Regions from separate parts of the Mus musculus genome. Here region 1 is linked to region 2. A link is a contact called in public Hi-C data. All regions are on one chromosome and are shown on one strand. Each heading gives the region's core, a stretch centred on a gene start, on an enhancer-like site or on the middle of the called end of the contact. The rest is flanking DNA. Distances are from core to core; before and after follow the strand shown. Region 1 overlaps Trappc9 (trafficking protein particle complex 9). Region 2 has its middle 110 kb from the start of Gm23217.

The links. A called contact is a pair of places that touch in the nucleus more often than the background predicts.
Region 1: a Hi-C map of cerebellum shows a contact between it and region 2, with 4 times the contacts expected there. The contact joins two enhancer-like sites. A contact is called at or near these places in 1 of 15 datasets of contacts at CTCF or cohesin (large pre-B cells), 11 of 484 Hi-C or Micro-C datasets (the G1E-ER4 cell line, the HPC-7 cell line, the N1E-115 cell line and 5 more) and 1 of 9 other capture datasets (embryonic stem cells).

The regions. Positions count from the first base shown.
Region 1 is chr15:73,021,644-73,025,006 of GRCm38.p6, reverse strand. The region is part of intron 6 of Trappc9 (trafficking protein particle complex 9); the gene reads left to right. Among named protein-coding and RNA genes, the nearest start is that of Trappc9, 38 kb to the left of the region's middle. RefSeq lists an enhancer at 1,688-3,363. Within about 2 kb of position 1,911, at least 29 of the 459 cell types and tissues checked have an H3K27ac peak or open chromatin away from gene starts, as enhancers often do. A contact at or near this core is called in cerebellum, cerebral cortex and cortical neurons, where this site is marked.
Region 2 is chr15:72,359,542-72,362,865 of GRCm38.p6, reverse strand. No RefSeq gene overlaps it. Among named protein-coding and RNA genes, the nearest start is that of Gm23217, 110 kb to the right of the region's middle. Within about 2 kb of position 1,990, at least 20 of the 459 cell types and tissues checked have an H3K27ac peak or open chromatin away from gene starts, as enhancers often do. A contact at or near this core is called in cerebellum, cerebral cortex and cortical neurons, where this site is marked.

The DNA of each region.
Region 1 (3,363 bases), core at 662-3,161, 660 kb before region 2:
GGCAAGACCTGGGTAGAGGAGGGTGCGGTGCAGGTGGACTGGCTTGCCGGCCGACCTCTAGGAAAGCATGAGGTATCTTGAGTCTGAACTGTTTGGGGAAAGCAGATAGGCTGAAACAGAAAGACTGGTATCTGAGGAGAATGAGGCAGAGTAATTGCAGACAGCCACTAAACCTCAGTCAGCTGGGCTCTGAGAGGCAAAAGGCGGACAACAAACGTCCTGTGGGCGGGTGAGACCTCTGTTGGGCTGGATAAGGGTGAGATGCAGTAGCGGGTAGGCCGCCATGTGGGGAGGGTAGAGGGCAGCAGGGACTTGAGATAATCCCACCAGAACACGCAGGAAGCGTGCTCATAGCCAGACACCCATCCCCACCTCCAATAGTTGCCATGCTCACCTTAGAGGTTTTTTTTTTTTTGGAGGACGATAACTTAATAGTTAACCAGAGGCTGGCATGATGGCTCTGGCTATGAGCACATATTGCCTGCTCTTGCCGAGGACCAGAGTTCCACCCCCAGCACCCATCAGACGGCTTACAAGTGCCTGGAGCTCGAGCTCCTTGACCTCTCTGAGTCTTGCTTGCTGTAGAGCCCCGTGCTGCCCTCAGGCTGGTCTGTGGGCCTGGCTCCCCAAGTCAGTCACCAGAGTGAGGCTGCCTCAGAGTACCTGAACTGTCAGTCGTCAGCTCAACCACAGAGGAAGAGACAAACACAGAATTACGCCCCTAAAGAAAGACTCCACCAGTATTGCTGGCCATTTCATGTGGGGAAGTGCACCTATGCCTTCAAAGTGGGGGAGCACTGGGAGCCAGCTGCACCCTGTGTCCTGAGGGGAGGCCCCCAAGTTCTGCTCTCTGTTGGTTTCCAGGAGAGGCAAAAACCGGGTCCTTTGATATGGAAACTTCAGTTACCTGGGAAATGGCACAAGAGGAGATAGATGTCTGTCTCTAGTCATGCTGAAGTTAACTGTTTGACTTGGTTCTATCCAGGGTTCAACAATGGGCCAAGCCGTGTGTGTGTGTGTGTGTGTGTGTGTGTGTGTCTTGGATAGTCTGTTCTCTCCTCCCCGTTATGGGTCCCAAGAATTGAGCTTAGTTAGGCTAGTGACAAGCACCTTTAGCTGTTGAGCCATCTCGCCTGCCCTGAAGCTGTGTTTTTTAGGGATGCTAAGGCTATAGTCCTTGTAGAGGACTGGAGGGAGGGATGCCCCATGCCAGGCATACACAAACTTAGTGAAATGTGCACTGACTGAGACCCTGGGCATCGAAGGGCTTGCTTCACAGGGCAAGGACCCATGATGAGGGAAAAAGACCACCTGAGTGTCTGAGGTGGGCTGCTAGGGCCTCACTGGCCTGGAGCATGGAGAGACAGCAGGGGTCATGCTGGTGTAGGTTTGCCAAAGGTCAGTGAGGGCAATACACAGGGCAAGGGTACTTCAAGGGCAAGAGGGTGGCACCTTAATTGTAATCCATGCTTCTGAGTGAAGAGTGCTAGGCCTCTCAGGTAGACTGGAAAGGTCCAGGGAAGCCTTGAATTATTTGTAGCTGGGAGGCTGGATTTAGGTTAGATGGTCCTGTGTCCTTCCACAGCTCTGCAGTGGGCTACTGCTGTTATCAGGCCCAGGCGGTTCAGGAGACAGCTTTGAACACAGAAGAGGCTCCAAGCAGACCGGAAAGGTCTGGGGAGTGGAGTCTGTTGGGCTTAGCTGGTGCTAGAGTAGTGGGTGGCTGCCAGGCTTCCCAGCCCTGCTCCTCTTCTACAGACCTGTGGGCCCTCACTCTCTGCAGTTACTGAAGTCCGCTTTGCAGATTAAAGGGAGGAGATCTGGACTTACTGCAACCTGCTATCTATTCACAGTGGGGCCCTGTAGTTTGGATCAGCTCTGCTATCATCTTGCTCGGCGTCAGGCAAACACTAGAGGGCAGCAATGCTCTGTGGCAATTGTGGCCCTGCCTGCGGCACAGGGCGGTTACCAGCCTTTGAATTCTGCCGGAGGAGGAAGGCACTTTGCGGTCCTTGTCTCATCCTGATGTTTGTCTGCTAGTTGACAAGGCAGCAAAATAATGAGTTCTGGTGGGATTTTATAATCACAGTAAAGAGAAGGGCCTGGAGTTTTTCTGAAATAGAACAAGCTTTTGGTTCTTAATCAAGTGTGATCCATTGTGGAGCTGATGGTAACGAAGGACTTCGGCGGCAAATGGCGGACATTTGGGAAGGAATGGAGATGTGACTAGTGCAAGTTCCATCTGTCTTTCAGAATCCCTGCATGAGCTGGTGGTGCCACACACTTTGAATCCCAGCACTCAGGAGGCAGAGGCAGGCAGATTTCTTGAGTTTCAGGCCAGCCTGGTCTACAAAGGGAGTCCAGGACAGTCAGGGATATTACACAGAGAAACTCTGTCTCAAAAATCCAAAACCTCAGAACTGGAGGATAAAACTGTCTTTATCGGTGCTCTGCAAAATAGATGCAGAGTCCCTCTTCCCTGTGCAGGCACAGGGTGACCTGCGTGTGTTGGCTGGTTTAGGCGAGTGATTTCTGGTAATTATCTGGCACTCCCAAATGGCAACAAATAGCTGGCTGTGTACAGATCTGTGCAATGGTCATGAGGGTTTCACAGGCAAATGACAAGGTTCATATGAGAACAGAGGGGCTGGGACTTGAGTCATCATTTTCCCCTGTTTGTGAATAGAGGAGCCATGCAGCACCCTCTCAGCTTGTCTTCTGTGGAGAGCAAGCAGCCACCTCTCTCCTTTACTTAGTGCCGCTGCACACCGTCTGGGAACAGCAGGGTGGCAAGGAGGCTGCAAACCTCACTGGCATCCATTCACAGACTTCTTGAAGTAGGAATCTGTTCCTTGAGATTCTGTGGTCTAAATGTAGCCACCCCTATCTGCAGAGGGAGGTTAGGAAAAGGAACAATGATTCAGGCACCAAAGAAGATGGTGGCTTAGAGGTGAGGGGTCCCTGGGACACGTGTTCATGCACCCTTTGTGTTCCTTCCCTTCCCTTCCCTTGCCTCTGGGATGGGCAGGAGTGACTCTAGGCAAAGTGTTTCTGTCTGCCTGCCTGCTAGCCTGCTCCTGAAGTCCAGTGAGCTGCAGACAGTCATGGTCCACACTGGCCGGCGCTGAGGAGGGGAAACCGGCTGATAAACAAAAGACATGGAGGCAAACAATTCCCAAGTGAGTCAGATCTACAGAAACAAAGACCACGCTCCCATTGGATACCTTCTGCGGAGGAGCAGCTCGGGAGGCCTTCATCCCAGGAGCATAAGCACTGTTGCAATGTAGAGCAAGGTGCAACAAAGAAAGATGCACAGGCTGCGATGACTGTCTCCCCTGTAGCTGGCTGGTGGGGCTTGTGGCG
Region 2 (3,324 bases), core at 741-3,240:
TTTAAAAGCCTGCTACTTTCTTTTAAACATAAGACCTTTTCTGTTGTGGTATTTCTGTAAGTACCTCACCATAATACTTACAGTGTTTCTACAATGGGTCATAGATAGTGTTAGATGAGAATCCAAGTTAACACTTACCTAAAGCCTACCAATTTTTCAAAGACGCCTGATTCACTATTCTTTTTCTAACATGCTAATTTTAAATACGACATCTGACATGATTAAACTTTCTGTGCTTCAACCTGTTTGTAGGTTTTCTGTTTTGTTCAGCCTTCCTACACAATTTCAGAATAGTATTTAAATTATTTAAATTATTTAGGCCTACTACATTTGTTGCTTCAAGGGACAAATTATACCTGGTGTGTTTATTGAAAACTTATTTTGGCTATTTCTCTGTGTTCAACATTTTTTTTCAGAAAAACTTTTAGAAATGCTTCTTGAAGCTTTACATTGGTACATAGGTTGGAGTTGTAGAAGCTTAACTTAATTTGATGAAAACTGACAGTTAATTCTCCAGCACAGAATGTGCCTGCCTGGAACTCATTATCCTTCTCTGTTTATTCAAACCTGCTTTGTGTTCATCAATAAGGTTTTGGCAGGTTTTAATCTGTGGGGAGGTGGTATTTTGAGGTTCCATAACTTTGTTTTCAACTGAGCTACATTGATTTATTCTAAGCTTTGTCAGGGCATTTCATAGCCATGGCTGCTCCTTTGAGAGAAGAATGCTTTAATGGATTAAATAGGGTATGTGTGTGCATACCAGAAAGTGACCTTAAGAAATGCTTAACAGGAGCATTGTTTTGTGTTGTTTTATTTTATAGACATCTATCACCTCTGGCTCTTGCTATTTTTCTGCCCTCTCTTCCAAGGTAATCTTATTTAGAGCTAAGCATTCTGCAGTTTCTTATTTTCTACTTCTTGACTAGTTGTGGGTCCCTGTTAATCACCATCTACTACAAAAGGAAGTTTCTCTGATGAGGGCTGAGGGGGTAAGGGACGAGCCAATCTACAGATACAGTGACAACTCACTTAGGAGTCAGTTCAAGACTATGCCCATTTATTGAATATTAGTAATATGTTCTCTTTTAGGACTTAGGATCTGTTTAGCCACACGTGATTGGCAGTTGCACAGGTTATGTCACAGGACTATAACAACATGCACAAGAGCTGTAGACAGAATACTAGCAATGAGATGGAGATGTAGGTACAAAAACCCCACTCCTGGTTAAGAAAATGTTGGTAACTCATAGCTGCTGGGAGAGGGAGCATCTGCTTTCTGTAAGGACCACACTTCAGTGACTGTCCCTATACCCAAGTTGTACACAGGTAGCACACATTGAACTCCAAAGGGGGAAAAAGACTCAACATTGAATGGAAGTAGAAAAAAGATCATGGGAGGAGTTGAGAGGTGAATATGATCAAAATATAAAATTCTCCAAAGATTAATAAAAATATTTCTTAAAAAGGAAATTCCTTACAGGGTAATTTAATTAAAGATAGATCTTTGAGACTCTTGACTATGTGTTCATTTCTTACCTTGCGTAGTGTATTTGTTTGTATCTGAGAGCAGAAAATTATTTGCCTCTAGAACTATTTTAAATTGTATACCTTCCATGAATCTTTAGAGGAGCCATGCTCTGCTATGCCCTGAGAAGCCTGCTCATCTACCCTTCGCTGTCTTTTCTGCCTGGCATTTGTTAAGAAAGCCTTACTTGTCCCTTAGTCAAAGGTTACACACCCTGATCTTTTCCTGAGTTGAGTCAACACTCTCCAGTGGCTTCTTCATTATCCCAGTGGATCCTGGTTTCTCTGGGCTCCAACATGGCTCAGAGCTCACCATCTTTCCTTCTCCTTGGCAGAGATCCCCATATATCCTGACAATGATTCAGACTGACTTAAACCTTGGGGTTGAGGGATGCCAGCCAGGGCATGAGATAGACAATCTTGGTGCCACATGGCACCTCCCACTGCTCCAACATGCCAACCAGAGTAAGCTCAAGCTGCCACCGTGTTTCACGTGCCCCTGCCTGCCTGCCTGCCTGTGTACTTGGGAGAGAAGAGAGTTCTCCATCCCATGGATTAAGTGGGCACCAGGCCAGCTGTCCTGCTTGGAGACAGGTGCTGGCTCCAGATGTCTCTCAGGGGCTCTCACAGCAAGACACAGATGGCAGCTCTCACTCTACTGCTTCATGCTTTGGCAGCTTGGGTCCAGCTCCAGGTTGCCCCTAACATTTCCCTGGCTGGAGAAGGAGGTGACCTAGGGGCACATAATTATGGATTGGTAGGGGTGCTAGATTAGACTCATTTCAAGTCGTACCGGTCCCAGTTTTTAAGAACTGCTTTACTAACTGGACTAGGCAAGTGTTGGTCAAGGTAACTTGAGTTCAAGAAGGAGGTCATAGAGAATGGTTGCCATGTGAGGTGTTATAACTGTGTGGGGAGAAGAGAGATACCACAGGAACCCCACTGGGCTCTAATCAACCTGAAGAAGCCACTCTCCCATCCTCCAGGGAAAACCAGAAACAGGCAAACCTTCTAACATAACATTCATTTTCTGTAGGAAGCTCTATTTTCAGGCACTGGGGTATTGAAAACCAGAAATAGCTTCTTTGACAGGAGGTGATCTCCTTAGCAACAGAAGGGCTCTCTGGCCAGCCAGCCTAGCCTGCTTGGCCAATGAGAGACTGCATCTCAAAAAGAAATCATAGCCTGCTTGGCCAATGCAAGCACATGTCTCATAATACACAGTAGATCATACCTGAGGCATGATACCTAAGGTTGACCTGTGGCCTTCGCATGCATGCACGCGAGCATTCACACACACACACACACACACACACACACACACACACACACACACACATTTAGGTGCATCTGCACACACATGTGCACACATTAAAAACACCCACAGCTTTAGAGAGCGTTCTTTCTCTTTTATTTCCTTTATTCACTGATTTAGCGGATGCTCTTGGATGGTGCCAGATGCCAGGTGTTCTTCTGGATGCTGGGAAGCCAGCTCGGGACACATATGTGAATTCTACCCTTTTGGCATTTCCTTTCTCGAGGAGCTTCGATCTCAGGCAAGCTAGTAGACTAGCTGGCAATTTCAGCTCATGACAGAAACTGACTGGCCTGAAGCTAATTGGGCAGGTGGGTAGAGAGCGGTGATTGGGAAACACCTGGGGTAGGGGCTTAAGAAGATGCCCTTAAGCATATTTCTCAAAGCAGAAAAAAACATTTCGTGTGCTGAATTTGAGTAAAAAGGTGTGCTCAGGGGGTTTGCCCAGAGGACACAGCAGCTTTTAATCAAACAAAGTGGAACTG